Linked DNA regions of Mus musculus: region 1 is linked to region 2. The links are chromatin contacts, called in public ChIA-PET maps. All regions are on one chromosome and are shown on one strand. Each heading gives the region's core, a stretch centred on a gene start, on an enhancer-like site or on the middle of the called end of the contact. The rest is flanking DNA. Distances are from core to core; before and after follow the strand shown.

Region 1 (4,862 bases), core at 1,024-3,523, 260 kb before region 2:
GACAGCCCAAGGCAGCACCCTCTCACCCCTTAGCAGCCTCCCCTCCTTCATCTGACCTCAAGGTTTAAAAACAAGAACTTTTTTACATTTAAATTTTTTATTTTGGGTGTCTCTGGAGTGACTACTGGAGAGGGGAAGGAGAGGGGAGGGGGAGAGGGGAGGTCAGAGTTGGTTCTTTTGCTACTGTGTGGGTTCTGCTATTGAACTCAGGTTGGCAGGCCTGGCACCATCTCTCTGGTTCTCCTGAAGTCTTATGTAGCTGGGGCTGAAGAGATGGCTTGGTGGTTGATAGTATCAGAGGAAACGAGTTCGAGTCCCAGAACCAAAAAACGGCAGCTCACAACTCTTAACTCCACTTCTAAGGCATCGGCGGACACCTGCAGCAAGCACACAGGTGGTAGAAGAAAATAACAGCCATATACTTACAAAATTTTTAAATCTTATGTTGCTACATACCACACTATTTAACAACATCGATATATGAACTTTCGGTATATTTTGATATTTCATACCATCAAGCTAAGGTTTTCTCAGATGCCTGCTACAGGCACTGAGAAACTGAAGTTAGTGAGCGACCTACCTCCCTTACAGTATTCATAAATACTGTTTATCGTTGGAAAACACCTGACGCCTAGTTAGTTAACTTTCTGGAACAAACACACCCTAAGGATCAAGGTGTTCCTAGGCCTTGGTGTTGTGTATATGTTTTTGAACCGTGTGATGTTCATCTCTGTGCTTGCTTAAGGTTCAGTTGTAACTTGTTAGCCTTAGGGTGTCAACCCAGTTAGGGCGCGCGGGGGTGGGGGCTGGGGGTGTTGTTTATGAACAGCGGTGAACAGGCATGCAATCGCTTTTTACTTCTCCATCTTAATCTCAGGGCTATATCATCTTTATTTTCCTGCGCAAGGAAGGAGATAGATAGTCTCCTAATAATTCTGCCCAAATATGGAAGGAGTTTAGGACTCAATGACAAGGCTCCGGCGCGGGGTGGGGGTGGGGGTGGGAGTGGGTGGGTGGGTGGGGAATAGAGTAGGGGGCGAAGGGGGAGGGGGTTGCAGGTAATCCTTCACACAAGAGTTTCTTTGCACACTTAAGAGTTATTTCTCTAGTCAGCTCCTGAGGCATCTCTCAGCAAGGTTTGCCAGATAACTAAGTGAAACTAACACAGCTCCAGCGCCGGTGAAATTGAAACAGGCTTAGGGACATGCATTTCATTTAGTGAATTTGGAGAGAGGACAGAGGGGGGAAAAGAATGACAGGAACTCGAAAACAAAGTAAGGAGTGAGGTTCTTTTTCTTCCTTTTTCTTTCTTTCTTTTATTTTATTTTTTTGGTTTGTCCACCTCTTGTTTCCTGGAGAAACAAGGACGGGGGAGCCATCAGTGTGAAAGTAAACACCTCACAAAGCTGCAGTGAGGAACAAGGGAACATATACAAAATGTTCCCCAACTTCACAGGTACACTGAAGAGATGAGGGGATAAGCAACAGGATGTGGACACTCCCTTACTGCTTCCGCTCCAGAGAACAGAATAGAATGTAATGGGCGAGGAACAGTAGCAGCACATAGGGGCATGAAATGAGGGGGAAATGAGGGGAACCCACCAGAGCATTCACCAGAAAGGACTGAAAGCCAGACTTTAAAATATCTGACAAGTTCTCGTCTGGAGAGACCGCAGCCTTTTATTCTTCAATAGAAGTGCAATAGGAGCATATCGGGTGGGCTCTTTCTCACTAACACGACTGCACTCTCGCCCTCCGCTCCATCCTGGAGTATCCTCGGTGCGATGGGATTGTTTTTCACAAGACTTGCGAACTTGTGAGCCAGGAATAAATGGTCACCTCGAAATGAATTGCGCTGGCTCAGGCGAGTCATGAAATCCTCTCCTAAGCACATTTTTCTTTCACCTAAAAAAAGAAGGGGGAAAAAAAAAACAAAGCACACACCCAAATAACCCAGCTCCCAAGAGGAGTCCCCTGGATGAGGTTCAGGGTCCCGGGGTCCCAGCCTCCCGGGGGGAGGGAGGGCACCCGTCGCCCCGGGCCCCGCCCCTCCTGCTGGCAAGGCTGCGCACCCGAACAACAACCATTTTCCCCGCTAGGAGCACACCGTGTCCACGCGCCCCGGCGGCCTCGCTGATTGGTTGGAGGCCTGGTAAACAAGGGCCAAGTAGCCAATGGGAGAACTGTGCACGAGGGCTGCACGAGCCTCCAGGCCAGCACTCGCGTGGAGCGCCAAGCCAGGCGGCTATATAAGCCGTTTCCGGCAGCCGCTTGACACTCTCCTCCTCTGGTCTCGGGGTTTCCAGAGTTTCTCCAGTTGCGGAAGACAGCTGTTATTTTTCTCCTGAAAGCTTTTGGCACAGCCGGCAGGCTGAAACTTCCAGGCACCTTTTGGAAAAGTTGTTAGGGTTTGTTTGAAGCTTTCTTTACATTTTCGTTTGGGTTTTCAAGCCCTGACTTTACGGAGGCGAGCTCTTCGTTTGCTTTGAAGGGTTCTTAAAGATTTTTTTCCTCTCCGGCTTTCGTTTTTCTTGAACCCACTCGGCTCAATCATGGTGATGTTCAAGAAGATCAAGTCTTTTGAGGTGGTCTTCAACGACCCCGAGAAGGTGTACGGCAGCGGGGAGAAGGTGGCCGGACGGGTAATAGTGGAAGTGTGTGAAGTTACCCGAGTCAAAGCCGTCAGGATCCTGGCTTGCGGCGTGGCCAAGGTCCTGTGGATGCAAGGGTCTCAGCAGTGCAAACAGACTTTGGACTACTTGCGCTATGAAGACACACTTCTCCTAGAAGAGCAGCCTACAGGTACTGCTCCCAGCAGGACTGATGGTGACTTGGGAGGTCTGTGGGTCGGGGAGGGCACCACTAAATGTTTCGAGTTGTTCGTTTGAATGGTTTGAACTGTTGGTCCCTATATTTTTTTACTTTGTAATTAGCAAGTTTTTCACTACCCTTCACCCCCCTAGAGTGATTTGAACACTTTCTGAGGTACTGTTTCCTGAAAGTGTTGTCTTAGCTACTACTTAAAGATTAATGTATTTGTGGATTTCGCAACTTTCTGTCCAAGAAAGTGCTCTGGGATCTTTTCTTCCATAGTGTAAGAGATGAAAGTGGAAGTGAAGTAAGGTAGTCTACTGCCCAGGCACTCCTCATTGACGCTTTCAAAATGTAACAAGAAGCCTAATGGCCCCTTGTCTTTGTTTCCCAGCAGGTGAGAACGAGATGGTGATCATGAGGCCTGGAAACAAATATGAGTACAAGTTCGGCTTCGAGCTTCCTCAAGGGTAGGCATCCACCGTGTGCACCTTGCACTCTTATTTCTAAGTCTTCCCCCTCCATTGATCTCTTACAGTTCTTAGCCTTAATTTTGGTTCATTGTTTTGACACAGGCCCCTGGGAACATCCTTTAAAGGAAAATATGGTTGCGTAGACTACTGGGTGAAGGCTTTTCTCGATCGCCCCAGCCAGCCAACTCAAGAGGCAAAGAAAAACTTCGAAGTGATGGATCTAGTGGATGTCAATACCCCTGACCTAATGGTGAGGATTTTTTGTTTTTGTTTTTAAAAAGGTTTTAAAATTCTTCTTGGTCAGGGATAATAAATTAGATGCATGGGGGTTGAAATATCTCAAAACATTATTTCCTTTTACACAGGCACCAGTGTCTGCCAAAAAGGAGAAGAAAGTTTCCTGCATGTTCATTCCTGATGGACGTGTGTCAGTCTCTGCTCGAATTGACAGAAAAGGATTCTGTGAAGGTAAAAACATACTGCTTCAAATGCTAGACAGGATAGCCAGAACTGGGGGTGGGGGGGTTGGGGGTGGTACGGAGAGGGTCGTAGGGTAGAGGCAGAGGAAGTGCTGTTAACTTGCATGGCTATTCATACTTCCTCATTTTATTTTAACTCTAGGTGATGACATCTCCATCCATGCTGACTTTGAGAACACGTGTTCCCGAATCGTGGTCCCCAAAGCGGCTATTGTGGCCCGACACACTTACCTTGCCAATGGCCAGACCAAAGTGTTCACTCAGAAGCTGTCCTCAGTCAGAGGCAATCACATTATCTCAGGGACTTGCGCATCGTGGCGTGGCAAGAGCCTCAGAGTGCAGAAGATCAGACCATCCATCCTGGGCTGCAACATCCTCAAAGTCGAATACTCCTTGCTGGTGAGTGGGTGAGAAGAGAGACAATTACCTGGTTACAAATTCAGTGCTTTCTGTACTCAACCCATCTAACAAACTGCCATCCTCCTCTCTAGATCTACGTCAGTGTCCCTGGCTCCAAGAAAGTCATCCTTGATCTGCCCCTAGTGATTGGCAGCAGGTCTGGTCTGAGCAGCCGGACATCCAGCATGGCCAGCCGGACGAGCTCTGAGATGAGCTGGATAGACCTAAACATCCCAGATACCCCAGAAGGTAAGCTGCAGCCGGATAGGTTCGAGTTATTTTGATCTGCTTGGGCTTGTGGAGTTGGGGTGACCTGGCATTTATTTCTTAGTCGGACTTCTGACACCGTTTTCTCTCTTCAGCTCCTCCTTGCTATATGGACATCATTCCTGAAGATCACAGACTAGAGAGCCCCACCACCCCTCTGCTGGACGATGTGGACGACTCTCAAGACAGCCCTATCTTTATGTACGCCCCTGAGTTCCAGTTCATGCCCCCACCCACTTACACTGAGGTGAGAACTGCTATTCTCACAGGGTCAACATTTTGTCCTAGGCCTTTTGAAGGAAGGGTTAATGTGGGTTTTCTACTTAACTAAAAAACCTGAAAATTTCCTCTCTATTCCCCTTCCAGGTGGATCCGTGCGTCCTTAACAACAACAACAACAACAACAACGTGCAGTGAGCCTGCAGGAAATGAA
Region 2 (4,762 bases), core at 432-2,931:
CAGTGCCCGGAGTTCTATCCGCTAGAGGGCGCTGTCTCTTTAGAAGCTAGGGTTGAGTGCCGGCGCCCGCGGTGTCTTACCAGGGTCTGTGACTCCAGTTTGAGAGCACCCACCACTGTCCTAAGCCTTCTTGCTGGCTTAACCATGGTCAGTATGAACACCAGGCTAACGTGTGGTGCGTGTGTGTATAGGCAAAACATTCATAACATATGAAATTAAAAAAAAAAAAAAAGAGCCTAAAATCACTAAAGCAAAAGGTATAGGATAAGCAAGGAAACAAATTCTATAAAGACAGAGTTACAGAATATACAAGAGAAGAATATCTATCTTTAGGATCTAGTGTCCATCCTATATCTATCAGAATTTCTCCTTTTAAATTTCAATATTTTATTTTGCGGGTAGGGCTGTTTTGCCTGCATGCATGTCTGTGATCACTTGTGTGCCTGGTGCCTGTGGAGACCAGAAGAGGGCATCGGATCCCCTGGAACTGGAGTTCTAGAGGTTTTGAGCCTCCACGTGGGTGTTCTCTGCAGGAACAACCCCTGTCTAGTTTAATGAAGTGGCGACAGCTATGACAGCTGCCGGCAGCTTTGACGATAACCCATGCTTTCTACCAGTGGCAGAGTCTACCGTGGAAGCAATTGGCCGCTCCCTAGTCGAGACTGACACAGGCGGAGATGCGTTTTATCCCCAGATTCACAAATCCCATTTGCGAGCTGAACTTGCAGAGGGTCACACATCCCCTTGGTTAACAACCACCTCTGATTCACAGGCAGAAGGTGTGTTCCCCCCCCCCTCCCCCAAGGAAGTGGCCGGGACTGAACTTAGGGAGAATTGTCCATTTCTTATAAACCCAGGAATGAATTGGCTGGCTTCCTCTGCCCAAATCATGCCGTGGCTAAAGGCTGCCCTTGCTCTGTCGTCTCCAGTGTGTGACCTCTGGGACATGAACACCCTTCAGAGACGCTCCATGAAGGTAGTTCACAGCCCAGGCTGGGCCTGAGGGCTTTAGCGCAGGCTTGGCAACCTTTGGTTGCTTTCTTGCAGTGATCTTTATCTCCTTGATATTTATGAAAAGGGATGACTCTCACCTACTGTCTTCTCACGAACACAGAACTAAAGAGAGCAGCCTGTAGGACTCAGCACAGCATGTGTGAGCTAAGCTGCCCAGGCTTAACTCTAAAGTGCTCTCTGAGACTTTGAGACTTCCCTCTTAGGAATGTGGTGTGGCCCTCTGCCATTTAAGGCGTGTCTGAACCAGCCAAGGACCTGAAGCCCATGAGAAGGATGAGCATACCAACCATCTGACATGAGTAGTCTCTCTCTGTCTGTCTCTATGCCCCCCCTTCTAGATCTCCCCCCCCCCAGCCCCCACCATCCAGGGGTTTCTCTGCTGTGTAGCCCTGGCTGTCCTGGAACTCCCTCTGTAGAGCAGGCTAGCCTCAAACTCCACTTGCCTCTGCTTCCTGAGTGCTGGGATTAAAGGCGTGTGCCACCAGCTTCTGCCTTAGTTTTGCCTTTGAGAAGCAAGCTTCTCACTGGCTTAACTGAGAGCTTGCCCTGTGTGAACAGTTCTGCTAAGCATTCCATCTCTCCTCCCAGAGCCCAGGTTCCCAGCAGGCCTCTTTACCTCAGGACAGATGTTCTTCCTTGCTCTCAAGCTGGGGGCTCACGCTGAGTGTGTTCTGGGTTCCCACACGGGGCCTTTTGCTCTTGTTAAAAACCCTATCTCCCCACTTCCGTCACAGCTCGGCCTTTCACCATTGATCTTTGAAAAACCACAGAATGGGTTTTTAGCAGCGAGGGGGTCTTCCTGTCTTTCTTTCCCCCGCCCCTGTAGTTTTTACTCTCTCCTGTTGCTCCATCACACCCCCTGACTTCTCTCTCTCTTTTGAAATGCACTAAGGTTCAAAGAAGACTGAGAAAAAATGACTCCTTAAAATAGATTTCTTTACCTTTGGAAATGAAGGCGTGAGAAGGAGGACACTGGTAACAGAATGACCAGAAGACATGCTCTCGGGGATAAAGGTGCTGCATCTTTTCCGTGAATACCTTTTGATTTGAAGTAGGGCTTTGTTAAGTTAATTCATCCCAAAAAGGCTTTTATCTTTTAGTCTTAAGATGTCAGTCTGAAACTATGGTGGGCAAGGAATGGCTATTTGGGGGGCACTAAAAATAGACCAGACCTGTAGCCCTAGGACTGGAGGAAGATCAGAAGTTTAAGGCCAGTCTAGGCTAGAGACTCTGCCTCACAACAACAACAATAACAACAACAACAAGACATCATAGTTGGCCTGGTGTTAGATTCATTCCTATGGCTAATCAGCCCACACTCGCCTGAAGTCTCACAGCCACCAAGAGCATGTCTCTGAGAGCTGGTTGTAGCCTTTACCCAGAGGATGCGATGTTCAGAGCACAACCCATCTGTTATAATGTTGATTCTGGGCTCCCTGCTGCTACAGGGAGACAGTCACCTTACAGAAGACCCTATCTGTGAGTCAGCAAACACACTCCCTGACATCATGCTAACGCACCCACTCACCTGTATAATGGGTACACTTCAATTAGAGTAGCCCTCCCCCACACGTCTTCCACAACCTGGGAGTTACACATCCCTTCCCTGGAATTTCCTTCTCTAGCCCGACCACAGGCTCATGCTATGGAATCTTCCTCCACTGAGACTCATAGAAAAAGAGACTCACTCTGCCTCCCCGGCCTGAGCTTCCATTAGAGGCCTGCCAGGCTCTCTGTCTATCCGTGATGCTGAGGACTAAACTCTCCTCACACCCCAGACTATGCTGGTCTTTGCCTGTTTGTATGTCCAAGGCATTAAAAACTCACCGAATCAACTTCTTAACCAAAAGGACAGTCTGCCTCACTGTGCCCCGTGACACATACACGCGGCCCTGCTCAGCCATCGCAGCTTCAAAGCTTTGGGTGGACAAAGCAGTTGCTGCTCTTCTGTTTGCAGCAGCTCCTACTGTACTGGGTCTGCCAGAAATGAGACGCTGTTTCTTCAGTTGACTATCAGACCATTGAGAGAATGGAGTCAAAGAAGTAGAAATGTCCCCAAGAGTCTTCTGCCGGGAGAAGGAAAAGTCTGCGGCCTGAGGTGGGGATTTGTCCCTCAGCAAGATTCTCTAAAAACCCGTGAGGTCTCTTGATGGGATGAGAGCAAAGCCCAGACAAAGATGGACAGAACCACACCCTGATGGGGACTGCTCAGCTGTGCATATCTTTGGCCTTCTATTTAGATTATATTTCTAAAGGTTTATTTATTTTGTGTATATGTATAGTTTTTGTTCTTGTGTTTGTGCTTGTGTCTGGTGCCCACTGCAGGCCAGAAGAAAGCATAAAGATTCCCTGAAACTGGAGTTATATATCTTCAGGAGTTACCTGGGGATTCTATAAGAAAGCAAGTGCTTTTTAACCATGGAGCTTCAGTCTCTGAGCCCTCCTTAAAACCTAGTGAGTTCCAGGACAGCCAGGGCTATACAGAGAAACCCTGTCTCGAAAAACCAAAACCAAACCAACCAAACAAACAAAAATACCTAGCTCTCACTTCAGGACCCCAAAGATGGACTTGAAAGGCTTACTTGATCTCTTTGTCCTTCATCCCAATGTGGCCACATTGAATAAAACTGTATTTTTTTAAATTTAACTATTAATTTGGCTGTTTTAACTGGCTTCTTGAGGGTGCAGCTGTGACCCTAAGTTTGGTAACACTATTGTTATGATACTTGCAGTTTCCTTCCTTCCTTCCCTCCTCCCCCTCTTCCCCCCCCCCCCAATTTTAAAAACAGGATCTCAGTGTGCAGCCTTGGCTGGCCTTGAACTCACAGAGACCCACCCGCCTCACCCTCCTGAGAACTGAGATTAATGGCGTGCACCATCACTGACTCCTTATCCTGTCATATCTTTGCTTCAATCCCTCCAGTGGTGCATTGCTCGCGACCCCAAAAACTACTCATCCGTTTTTCTTTTTTTTTAATTAAATTTTTTCTTCAAACAATATATTTTGATCATCATGTTTCCTCCTCACTCCTAGATTCTCCCCCACCTCGCTACCTGCATATTTTTTGTTCTCTCTCAAAAAACAATCAAAATAAGAAAGAATGAGAAAACAAACTGAATGAGAAACAAACCCCCCACAGAATGAAAATTAAACAAGCAAAAGTCTAATAAGATAAAAAACAAACAAACAAACCAAGCAAAGAAGTCAACCAAAATGCCACTGGCTCTGATTTGCGTTGGCTAGCTTCTCCTGGGCATGGGGCCAGCCCTGAAGATGGTTGACGTACCCAGTAAGACTCCATTAGAGAAAACTGATTTTCCCTTTGCTGGTGGGTATCAACTGCAGATAGTTCTTGTTAGGGGTGGGACTTGTGTCCACTCTCCCCCTCTCAGTGCTGGGACCTTCTCTTGCTTGAATCTGTGCAGGTCTTGTGTGCACTGCCACATTCTTATTGTGTCTGGAATACACTGTTTTCTTGGTGTCATCTGTCTCCTCTGGCTCTCACAACCTTTCTGCCTCCTCTTCTGCATAGCTCCCTGAGTCCTGAGCAGAGGGGTTTGATGAAGACATCACATTTAGGACTGACTGCTCCAAAGTCTCTCACTCTCTGCACTCTGCCCAGCTGTGAATCTCTGTGTTAAGCCCCGCCTATAGCAAAAAGTAGCTTCTCTGATGTAAGGCACAGATCCATGGGGCTAACAGTAGCCTGCAGGAGTCATGGCGGATCCTTGAGTCTAACAGTAGCCT

Evidence for each region. ChIA-PET counts read pairs in DNA pulled down with a chosen protein or histone mark.
Region 1: an RNA polymerase II ChIA-PET map of memory CD8 T cells shows a contact between it and region 2, with 97 read pairs. The contact joins the promoter of Txnip here to the promoter of Cd160 in region 2. A contact is called at or near these places in 4 of 484 Hi-C or Micro-C datasets (the G1E-ER4 cell line, the N1E-115 cell line and the P5424 cell line) and 4 of 115 datasets of contacts at active chromatin or transcription factors (embryonic stem cells, memory CD8 T cells and pancreatic cancer cells).

What each region holds. Positions count from the first base shown.
Region 1 is chr3:96,555,684-96,560,545 of GRCm38.p6, forward strand. It overlaps Txnip (thioredoxin interacting protein), which reads left to right and starts at 2,274. Exons shown (of 8, transcript NM_001009935.2): 1 at 2,274-2,802; 2 at 3,206-3,281; 3 at 3,387-3,534; 4 at 3,650-3,752; 5 at 3,906-4,162; 6 at 4,255-4,411; 7 at 4,525-4,676; 8 at 4,796-4,862. The coding sequence starts at 2,553. The coding sequence ends at 4,846. Gm15441 (predicted gene 15441) reads right to left here. Exons shown (of 4, transcript NR_040409.1): 2 at 3,995-4,159; 3 at 1,603-2,714; 4 at 85-377.
Region 2 is chr3:96,812,840-96,817,601 of GRCm38.p6, forward strand. Cd160 (CD160 antigen) reads right to left here and starts at 1,682. Exons shown (of 5, transcript NM_018767.3): 1 at 1,631-1,682.